Linked DNA regions of Gasterosteus aculeatus: region 2 is linked to region 1. A link is a contact called in public Hi-C data. All regions are on one chromosome and are shown on one strand. Each heading gives the region's core, a stretch centred on a gene start, on an enhancer-like site or on the middle of the called end of the contact. The rest is flanking DNA. Distances are from core to core; before and after follow the strand shown.

Region 1 (5,808 bases), core at 836-3,335:
CCTTCTCAGAAAGGCCCTGCCGGTGTAAATGCTTTGTGGACACTCTCCCTTATACTGCAGCTCAATTCCTAGCTGTCTTTTAAGAATTCTGTCTTGTTGATCTACTTGACTTGCAGAAATTGTCTGTATCAAAATAAATTTACTTCGGTGCTTCCTGGCTTCCTTTTCAGGACTCATTCATGGCGACCCCCCCTCCCCCAGGAAACTACCCGTTCCATCCACTATGGAGCCACAGACCACTGTACGCTAAAACAACCAGACGCATCCAGTCTTTCTTGCAGCTTGCCATCACTCTGATCAACACTAAACATCAGTCACATTGTGTCAGGCAAAAATCCACGTGCAGTAGCCCTGTAACACTGAACAGCCCCTGTAGCTATTGGTTATCCTAGTTTTAGCTGTGTGAGTCGGGGGAACGAGCCGGGACAGGGGGAGTCGGGGGAGCGAGTCGGGGAGCCAGGACTGGAGGATTTGGGGGAACGAGCCGGGGAGCCGGGACTGGAGGATTCGGGGGAACGAGCCGCGGAGCCAGGACTGGAGCCTTAAGCCTTTATGTTACATATGATAATGATGCGTAATGAAAAGTTAAGTCCTGAACAAAGTAATTGCAATATGTCCAGAGGGAGACATGAATGTCTCGATCACAATTTTGGGTTGTATTCATTTGTAAAATACACACCTGGCAGAGGTGTGAAATTTGCACTCTGCACTGCTCTAATGGTGTTATCTATCTATGACAGGGGTGTGCTAAATGAGCCAATGGATTCCTGACTTTCCTTGTCAAATTTTGTGGATTATTTTCTTTTTTACGTTTGTGTTTTTAGGTCTCTAATTGTCCATTGTACGTCACACCCTCTATATAAATAGATATTGTGCATTAGTGTTTGTGTAGTAACAGTCTTAATTAAGTCTTAATATGGATTTTTTTTATAGATGTTAATATTTCCCAGCAAACATGCTCTGAATAGATGCACGTCCTCTTTGGTCAGGCAGGTGGCGCTTTGCTCCCGGCTGACTCAAAGTAAAAGGAGGTCAGCTCTGATGAGGATGTTAGCTGGCCGCACGTCTTCTGAATCCAACACACACCCACAAGAGTTTTCCATATGCCATTTCTTTTTAAAAAATCTTATTCTCTTTTATATCAATGTTCTTCTCTCCATCTCAGAAACTATTGTTTTCTCTTGAGGTTTGGTTAATTTCCCTTCTGACCCGACATCCTCCACTGCCCAGCGGCAAAATGTACCTTTCAACTCCTTTCTTCATTTCTTTCTCCATCCATCCTCTGCTCTGAATGCACCGGCATTCAGAGATTCACAGCAACGTCACATCTCATGCACACTCTTTTGCTCAACGTGCTGCATCCCCACAGCTTTCTCTTGTGTTCTTCCCTTCTATCGATACATTGCAGCATTTGCTTCATCACTTCCTACACTCCCACTGCATGTCATCAATAATATAAATTCACTTCTACGTATTCAGTAAAAAAATGATTGTCTTCTTTACTTACTGAGCTAAACATTCTTGATCTTTATTCCATACTTATATAACTTCGATCTTTGATCCCTGCGAGGCCTACGCCGAAGGATTTTTGATCTGTCAACGGAAGTTACTTCATTTGGCAGAATACATTTTGCCAAACAGCTGAGCTTTTCTTTTTTCAAAAGTGAATAATTCCAATGTTCTATTTCTCAACCACTGAAAATGACCTCACCAGGGGAGTGAAATCCTAAACAATAACCTCCTGGCATGCGTCATGATAACACACTATTCATGCCCAAAATATTCAGTATATAATGAAACCATTACCATTATAAAATGCATTCATTACTGAAGTGATGAGGGTTAAAAGGGAGCTCTTTAGGCAGGGTTGTGTCAATGAAGCAAATCAGACACGCAAAACCGTCAAATCAACAACGCAGTACAGCCAGAGCCAATGACACCAAGGACAGGTGAAAATGAATGTTCTCCAGGGACCTGACCTGGGTCTCTGCACTAGGGCTTTTGCTACGTTTATAATACAATAACTTAGATAGTGGCTGACGTGCTCAGAGTTTTCAGAAGCAGACAGGAGTACCGGCATGGAAGCAATGTTCTGCCCTGGATAAGATAGGACAGGTTTGTGTGGATGGGAAACTCCCACATCAACACCAGAGTAACCGGTCGAGACAGCGGCAGAGGAGCGATTCCCGTGTTCTTCAAAGTAAAGGGTGGCTTTGAAGAGGGCAATAAAAAGATTTCAGTTCCCTGCCGTTAAGGGCTTTCAGACAGCTATCTTTAAATAGAAGTTGGGGCAACATAATAACACATTTGAACAGTTAAATCCATTTTTGTTTTTTGGTCATCAACTACCAAAAAACACATCAGACCCCGCTCAAGCCATGTGAAAAGCAAAATGTCCGGCAGGCTTGGCAGTTCTTACAGTTTATGTGACGCAACCATGTTGACGCACATCATGTTGACTCAGAGAAAATACAGCGTATGAAACTGACACTTACCTTTACTCCTAAAAGGAAAGGTTTTGATACAAATCAGGTATCAAGTTGCAAAACACTTGTCAAACAAGTGTGCACAGTTTTAGCAAAATAAAGGCACATTCCCCCACATGACTATGGATTCAGGAGCTCGAAGCAACGTATGCATTTGTGTTTCTCTTTCTTAAACCCTTGATTTCATGGAGACATTTTCACATGATGCCGTGATTGCGTAAGATCACTGACGAGTGGAAAAGATGACGTCTTTTTTCTCACATTTGATGTGCTCAATTGGATCTAGGACGAATAGTTTGACTGCTGCACACAGTAATCATGATTTAACAATGACGCAAGTGTCACTCGTCCGTGCCCCTCATTGATGCACAGTGGTCTGAAGACCGCACAAGCACACAGTGTGTTTACAGTGTGTACATACAGTATCTGAAGGGCGGAGATCTTGTCCTTGAGCACTTCCTGTGCCTTGTTGAAGTCTGACAGCATGTTCTGCGTCTCTCTGCTGTGGACAACGCTCATTTCAGTGAGCTCTCTCTCGTGCCTCTTCGTCAACTCTTGTTCATGAGCTCTGTGGAAAAGAGAGCGGAGGGTTAAGTGTCACTCAGTTTCACTGAGGTGGACCCCATTTTTAGAAGTTATACACTGTAAGTTAAATCAACAGCAATTCATAGTGTTCCATTTATTTAATTATTTACAGATTATACAATTGCATTTTCTGTTAAAGAAACTAGTAACAGAACCGATAAATGTAGCTCTATTAAGACTTTACTTTGTGAAATATAAGTACCATCAAATAGAAAATTGAGCTCTGACACATCTTTGGTGACCATGGCTGTTATGTGCCATGGGTTGAAAGAAAGAAAATATCAACATACCAACACTAAACCATCCTTCCTTTTCATGAAGCTGCTTGAATGAAGCCGTACCAGTTACAGTCAACTCAAACATTAGGATAGAGTAAGTAAGTCCCTTAGTGGTTGAAGTATAACAAACCTTTTGTACTATGAATGTACGTACAAAATGACCGCAGATACGATAATATGAAAATGCACACAAACATAAATATGGTCTGTCAGTCACTAGTGTACAAATGAATGTAAAACTAAATTTAGTAAATGACCAATCTTATCCAGAAATGTTCGGTTTGCACAACTAGAGGGTTTCACTACGGGAGGAAAAGGAGCAAAAAGAAAGGAGGATGGGAAATGGGAATAAAAGAGGATAGTAATTAAATGAAAAAAAGGCTGATGAAAGGAAAGGGATGTGAGGGTTGAAGGAGGATGTCTGTCCGCCTCTCACTCTGACGGGGCTCCCCGAGGGCCGCACATATTATCTCTCCCTGCTTCCTCTTTATTTATTTATCGGCCTATTTTTAGCCCTGTGACCAGGATTCAGATGGGGAGTTACATAACGGAAGCAGAGAGAGAGAGAGAGAGAGAGAGAGAGAGAGAGAGAGAGAGAGAGAGAGAGAGAGAGAGAGGACGCATATATATGAAGGACCAGCAACACATGAAGCAATAAATGGGTAAGGCACCGTGGGAGCAGTCATCAAACAAACTCACGTGTAGAACATATACGAGTAGCTCGGCCATATTAGCCACATGGCACTTTAAAAACATTAATAGTGCTCCAGTGAAAAACATGATTATAGATTCCACTTTTTCTTTTACCCTAAACAAACTTCACTAATCAATTGCTCCTGACACTGCTCGGGGGGGGGTTCCTTATCCGGGCTTTTCTTTTTCTCTCTTGTGCTTTCTTTTTCTCGGCCATTCCTCCAGCCTGCTCCTCATAGCCCCTGGTTCGTGCTAATAAAGACTATTAAACCATTTCTACTCTTGGGTCCCGCACCACAACCCACATGACAAAAAAAGGTCGGCAAACCATCCTGAAATGATGTCAATGATGATGTATTTATTTTTGTTTTCTGTGTTGCTGGTCCAATTCACCGATTCACCTGAAGTCATTTTAGTGAACAGCGGGTGCAAAGAGTTCTAGATGTGCAAACAGTGCACATCTAGAATTCACCTGCTGAAAACGATTTGGTGTGGATAACGTTTCACAGCAAAGCCAGCACGTCTGCTATTTATGCTCAGCTCAGGCAAACACCTCTGAGCTCCAGTTCTGTACTTAAGGTACAAACACAAAAGTGGTGTTATTTCTTTTAGACAAAGAAAGAGATAGTATGAGTATTTCCCAAAGAAGAATAACTAGAATCGCAGACTCAAACTTATCCAAAACAATAATCCAATAAAGACAAAAAATATGGAAAATAATAATCCAAAAAAGCATGAGGTGAGCAAACACTGTATTAAAAACTGAAAACATAAGAAAATATAATTTCTCTGCTGGCCTGAAACTGTTTACCAAGGTCTGTTTACATTTTCTAACCCCTAAAGAAGAATCAAGTGTGTTGTGGGAGTTTTTATGGAGTGGAGAACCCTTTCTGGTAATACCTATGACGTGTGCAGGATATCAAACACACTGACCAGTGATAAAAATGGTGGAGTAAGACTTTAAAAACAACATTTCACCCACGCTCAAACAAGGAAACTCAAGGACCACCACTCTAAATTCAAGGGGAAAAATGTTCAACAGCTTGGTTGCCAGGTTACAGGCTATTACGATTAAACTGCATTGTGAACACACAGGTTTAGTATTACTCCAACTGTGTGAACATGAATATTTCAGACTATGGCTGAAGATGCCTCGTGTATCAGACATGGATAAGAAGGATATGTCTGTTGGTGCTGGTTTTTGAAAGGATATGAAGACTAGTCACACAACAAGTCACTTTCCTGAAATAAATTATTTCACATAAACGCACCATAGCATTATTCACTCCAATCTGTATTTCCAATTGCAATGACTTCAAATGAACATACATAGAAAACAAAAGGAGCATGTTGCAATTTGGTCTTGTCATCAAAATATCTTCTTTTCCTCTGAGCTGAAGGCTTTCATTACAACACTGTGTTGTGTCTCAGTGTTGAGTCATACCTGATCTGCTGATTGGCTTCGCTACGGATCTTGAGCACCTCCTTGCCCTTGAGCTCCAGCTCTTTAGTCAGAGTGCTGATATTTTCGTTGAGTGTGTGGATCTGGTGGTCCAGCTGAGCGATGTGGTTCTTCCTCCTGGAGACCTCCTCCTGCAGCTCGGTGATCCTGCCCAACAGCTCTCGCTCCTAGAAACGCAAAGAAAACAAATCCGTGTTCGGTTTCATGGTTTAATGAGTTGACCTCCCATACTGTTATACGCTCCAATGATTTGTAATTACTTTCTGGTTACGAAAGGAAAATCCACAGACACGGGCGTTTACCT
Region 2 (5,454 bases), core at 1,261-3,760, 120 kb after region 1:
CCTGAGAGTCCATTTTCTAACCCACACTGTATTTAGAAATTGGTGTCAGAAAGAACAGGAAGCTTTTAAGAAATGAAGATATAACTGCAGATGATTACTCACTGTCCACACCACGGGGACAGACTTGATTGGTAACACGTGACTTCTCTCCTGAGGAAAGCTGCTCGCAGCGATATTTATACTTTATCTTTGTGCATTGTGTAAAAAACAAACAAAAAAACAACTTGACCGGATTATTCTCAGTCCTCTGAACGCAATAAAAGATACAGAACAGATGGGCTGTATTATTATTATTTTTTAATCTTTGTGGGAGACTGCAGAGGTGATAAAAGATGAGCCATTGTTCTGAATTATCATTTGTTATTTAGCTCGTGTCCCACAGCGACGGCTCAGTCAGATAAGAGCAACCTTCTCCATCTCTCGGTGGGGAGATAAGAGACTCAGAATTAGTCTGGAAAGCGAGCGGCCTCGGTGCGCCTGATGCATCTCTCTATTGTGCTTCCTGTAGAGGCCGATAGCCAAAGCGAAGGTGAGGCATACAAATATTTTGATGGCTTCTTTGGGATTTTCCATACAAGGAAAAGACAAAATAGCTCTAAATGAATATACATTATACGTGTATGTATGGATACATACACATTACACGTGTACTTATGGATCAAAGCGGTGACTTCGTTAGTTGGGATTTATTCTAATGTAGGACTTGCGGTTTGGGGAAATGGCTCCTTGGTGCACGACAGCATTAAACGTACCTGCGTGAAGATTATTTTAGGAACTTGGGATATTTAAATCATTTCGAAGGTAGTGAAGAACTACGGATGACCTTCACACCAGGCTGAGGGCTATTATTCGAAAATCTGTGGCCTCTTTTCCTTCCTTTTGTGTTGAAACTCACTCAAAAGTTTCATGACAAACATGCTGAAACAAAATCCTAACTCAGGGGCTAACTTGCTTCCTTCCTGATGGACATAAAGGCTTTCACACCCTATTATATATATATATATATATATATTAATAATAATAAGTAATAATAATATATATAACATATATATATATATATTATTTTATATATATATATATATATATATATGGTAAATTCTGGTGCCTGTGGTTGGTGTTGGTCGCGTCCTAATTAGTCATTTTTTTGAAACTCTAAAACAAAAATGACCCGGCGTTGCATTCTTTATTCTTTGGACTCATTTGTTGGAGAGCTTCGATGCTTCACTCACAGCCGACCGGCACACAGCGAGCACAAACGGTGACTCATACGGGCATTTATTCAAAATGAATCAGTTGTTGTTTCTGCATAATATTTTGTGTGGCAAAGGGTTTTCTTTTGAAGGGGAGGAAGAAGGGTTTACAGCAAACATGTTAAAGCTCTCAGGAATTGATCAGTTAATCAGCACAAATTGCAGGAATATCATTAGCATGTGATCGTTTATTAACTTCAGATTTTATTCCCGGCTCGAAACATTGAAGTCAGTAAAAACTGCAAATGAATAAGTGAATGTGTTCAGATAAGCTGAAACGTTAAATGAAGCAGGTCGGAAAGAACAAAATCTCAAACCAACGCTTATTAAAAGATTATTTTATTCACAATAGAAGTGTAACAAATATAGTTTATTAAAAAGTCTCCTGCTTATTAATATCATTTTAATCGATAAACTCAGAAGATTTTTTTTATATAAATGTAGAACGGCCCATTTGCCAGAACGGAATATTTACATTTTTCAATAATATTAACACAATAAAACAGATTTCCCCACAAAATTAAGATTTTGCATTAAAACGCAACGTAAACTATGTGCAATGGAATGATTATCAGCAATATTTTGTACAGAAAGATTTCTGAGGTTGATTTCACATAAGTAAACCTTTAAAGGGAAACGCCAACCGTTTTACAAATTCTGTCTATGTTGACCGGTCAGTTATGTAAAGTGATCAAACACCACTCGGGTGAAGATTAAAGATTTCAGTGTTCATAAATTAGAAGTTTCCCAAGTGGTGCCTGTTCACTAGGATCCACTTCTGTTAGAATTCATAAGTTGGCATTCCCCTTTAATATCCACCAATAAACAGTCATTGGAACGAAACAGATCATCAACACAATATTCAGAAAATCACCAAAAAGACATTTCAACCTTGTTGGAAAAAAAATCAAAATAAATTCTGCGTATGGAAACGAGCGTGATGTCACTCTGAGGCGGAAGCAGATCTCACAGCGACGGCTCAAACGGAAAAAGCTTCCTCTTTAGGACCGGACCGGCGTCCCGTGAGCGGAAACCACAAAATCTGCTCATGTTCCCCAGCGCGGCTCCCAGCGGATATCCAACCGCATGTCATCACGCCTCTAAAGATTTGAATCTCTGCGAGCTGGTGCAGCTGACTCAGTGTCTCCATTTCAACCAAAACTGAGATGAAGCTCAGAAGCAGCTTCTTCTCTGTATTCGTATAAAGCAGTTCTGGTGTCTCCACACTACTGTACAGTGAAGGATACAACAGATCTGGCTTGTACTTTGTTGCTGAATATTCCTGTACCTCCATGGTTCTCCATCTGTGTCGGACAGGAGAACAGTGTAATGTGCAGCGATTGGCCTCGCATGGCGGACGTGGATCACTTCCTACATTAACGGCATGTCGTCGCTGCTTCTTCTCCGCCTCGTTCATGCATTTTTGTGCTTTCCGAGATGACACAAAGCAAAAACAAACAAACCCAAAAGCACAGAGAAGTGAGCACAAAGAGCACAAAAAGAAAAGAAAAAAAGCACATAAAATATTCTTCACTTCACATTGGATGGTACATTCATACGATTCAATCCTGCTGTAAAGTTGTTTGGTTGATCCCAGGTTCATCTCTCTGGAATCAACCAAATTATTCTGCTAACATCACTTTAAAAGGTTGCATGTGTAGCAACAGTTCCTTGCCGATAGCATCAGTATGTATCTCTATATCTCTAAACATCTATATGTGTAATCATCTTGAGACATTGTGTAATGTACATTGTTGAATCGTTGATGTCAACAAATAAAAGACCCAGAGGACCTTTTAATCGTGTTCCGACATCAGTTCGGAATGTCTTTTTTCTTTCTTTCTTTCTTTTTTTATTAGGTGGACAAATATGCAATTGCCCACAAAAGGTTTAAGGTCCAGTTATGAAGCCACAGTGCCACCTGGGTGTCAGCTTCCAAACCCTAAAGTCCTCTGTTCACCTCTACAGAATAAATTAACACAATCAGCAAAAATCAACGGTTACAAGACAACACCACATGGGTAATAAATGCCTCCGAATCAACTGGAACCAAACAAACACCAGGGATTAAACCCGAGGACGCGGCCGTCTGTACAGTGAGGAGCACAGCTCAGCTTGTGTTGGACATCCAGCTAAGCTTTGTGATCAGTGTTTGCAGCTCAAACTCTTTGTATTTGAACATTTCCTTATGAAGCTGAATGAGTGAGTCTCCTAACCCTTTTCGCTTCTACATTTAGACAGCTTAATAAAGTGTAAACTACTCATCACAACGTCGTCCAACAGGTAAATCAACAGATTTGGATGTACGGGGCGTTCCACTTGAGACTTGACTCCATCACAGCATTGTTTGGTTCAAATTTGGTTTAACGCTAAAACCACGAGTCCCAGTAGCATCTAGCAGGTGTCCCCAAAAGATTACGGACTTTTCCTTTTCAAACCGCCAAAAAGGAACCGAATAGAAACTCTTAAAAGATCCAGGGATGCAGATTTAAAATTGAGGGATTTAAGACTTCTTCCAACAGTTTGGAAAATCAACAACATCATTTAATAGTGCCCGATATACATGTGATTCCCACCAGAATGTTTGACTCCAGACAGGTGTTACTCAGCCCAAGATCCCACCACTAGATGTCAGTGTGGGCCAGGGAATCAATCCCAGCTTTTAATCACTGCCCTCTGGAGCCAGAAAAGAATCACTTTGTCATCCTCAGATGGACCTTTGGACTTTGGGCTACTCTTAAACCAAAGCTACAATACATATCAAGTCCTAAAAAAGCAGAAATTCTCCGTCAGTGTGTTGTTTTGCTACGATCCTGAAGGGACAGGGGGACTTTCACTCCGAGTGTGAGCTGCTGCTGGCTCCGACTCCCCGTTCCCAATAGTGAAGGCACTAAATGGAAAACTAAACTGGATTTGATCCGGCTGCAGAGAAATCTAACTCCAACTAAATAACCCACTTGGATGATTTGGTAGTTTGAGGAAAAATGACCAACGGCAAGAACACAATAGTTTTCACGGTAGCGGAATGGTAAAGCTGCTTGGAGTCAGCGTGGCTTATGCAGAGGGGGGGGGGGGGTGGACTGTGACAGCATCTCCTCACAGAGGAGGGAAGGTCCTGCAGGCCGCCCCGCGCCACAACCGGTGGACGCAGACAGGAAGCAGGTTTGCTTGTAGGTTTGATCTTTGGGGGAGACTTTCAGTTTGGGTTCTTACAAGCTTCTTGGTATTAACATCTGCAGAGGGTGTTTTATGGGATATCGATACCAAACGTATTCCTTTCAATATCCGCAGGGCTCCTCGACCTAGCACATCTCACAGTCAAACGCATCTTCATGCTTTTTACTGTCAGAACCCTTTAATCACTTTTTTTTGTTGTTTTTTGGCATTGAATAAAGCCCCGTATTCGTCAATCCCCTGAATTATGTGAGGAGGAGAACAAAATCTAGGTTCCAAAAAGCGAGACGAAGACCGGGTGAGAGGTGGTGGTGGTAGCGGGCCTGGGGAGGGAGTGAAATTACTGCCAGGCCGATACATCGTGCCTCAGCGGAAGGAAGGAGCAGTCGGCCATTTTTAAGTCCTGCGGGCCTTTAAAAAGCGCCTCGCCTTCGCTTCCACGGAGACAACCACGCATTTAAAAAATAAAGGCTGCAGGCCTGGAGGTGCTGGCACAGGAGGAAGCGGTGCTCGTCCAGATGTTGAAGCGGTAGGAGAAGCGGACGGAGCGTCTTTCTGCTCGCCATGTCGGCCTCGTGACCCTCCGATGAGACTGCGTTTTGGTGCCCGCAGCTCGGGTCCAAAATATCCACGTGAGGGAGATGACGGATAATCACATCTGTCAGTGTCCTGCTTCACAAAAAACTTGAGCTACTAAAAACAAAATCACAGAGGAATAATGCAACAATGGGTCAGATTGGGCCCTCTGAAGGAGATCAAAACAACGAGGGGAGAACGAAAATCGCCACGTAAGGGAACGACACAGTCAGAGTGTGACGCGCTCATGATGCATGAATGTAAAAAAACACCCACTGATTTCTGTTTTGACCCCCCCCCAAAAAAAAGATAAAGTGAAAACCCAATCAAAGGGCACCTGCAACGTTCTGGGATCCAAATGGCTAAAGTGGTGTCACACGGACGTCTGCAGGCTCAGGCGTACAGGATCACAGGTTCTCGCGTGCGTCAGGGCGTCGGCGTAGGGCTACTCCAC

The links. A called contact is a pair of places that touch in the nucleus more often than the background predicts.
Region 2: a Hi-C map of skeletal muscle shows a contact between it and region 1, with 10 times the contacts expected there. The contact joins two enhancer-like sites. A contact is called at or near these places in 5 of 6 Hi-C or Micro-C datasets (liver, skeletal muscle, tail fin and 1 more).

Annotation. Positions count from the first base shown.
Region 1 is chr18:5,337,471-5,343,278 of fGasAcu3.hap1.1, forward strand. fam184ab (family with sequence similarity 184 member Ab) reads right to left here. Exons shown (of 21, transcript XM_040160480.2): 17 at 5,487-5,671; 18 at 2,908-3,054. Among protein-coding and RNA genes, the nearest start is that of ptrhd1, 14 kb to the left of the region's middle. Within about 2 kb of position 2,086, at least 2 of the 9 cell types and tissues checked have open chromatin away from gene starts, as enhancers often do. A contact at or near this core is called in liver, where this site is marked.
Region 2 is chr18:5,453,726-5,459,179 of fGasAcu3.hap1.1, forward strand. man1a1 (mannosidase, alpha, class 1A, member 1) reads right to left here. Exons shown (of 12, transcript XM_040160450.2): 12 at 1,574-5,454. The coding sequence ends at 5,446. Among protein-coding and RNA genes, the nearest start is that of fam184ab, 19 kb to the left of the region's middle. Within about 2 kb of position 2,511, at least 1 of the 9 cell types and tissues checked has open chromatin away from gene starts, as enhancers often do. A contact at or near this core is called in liver, where this site is marked.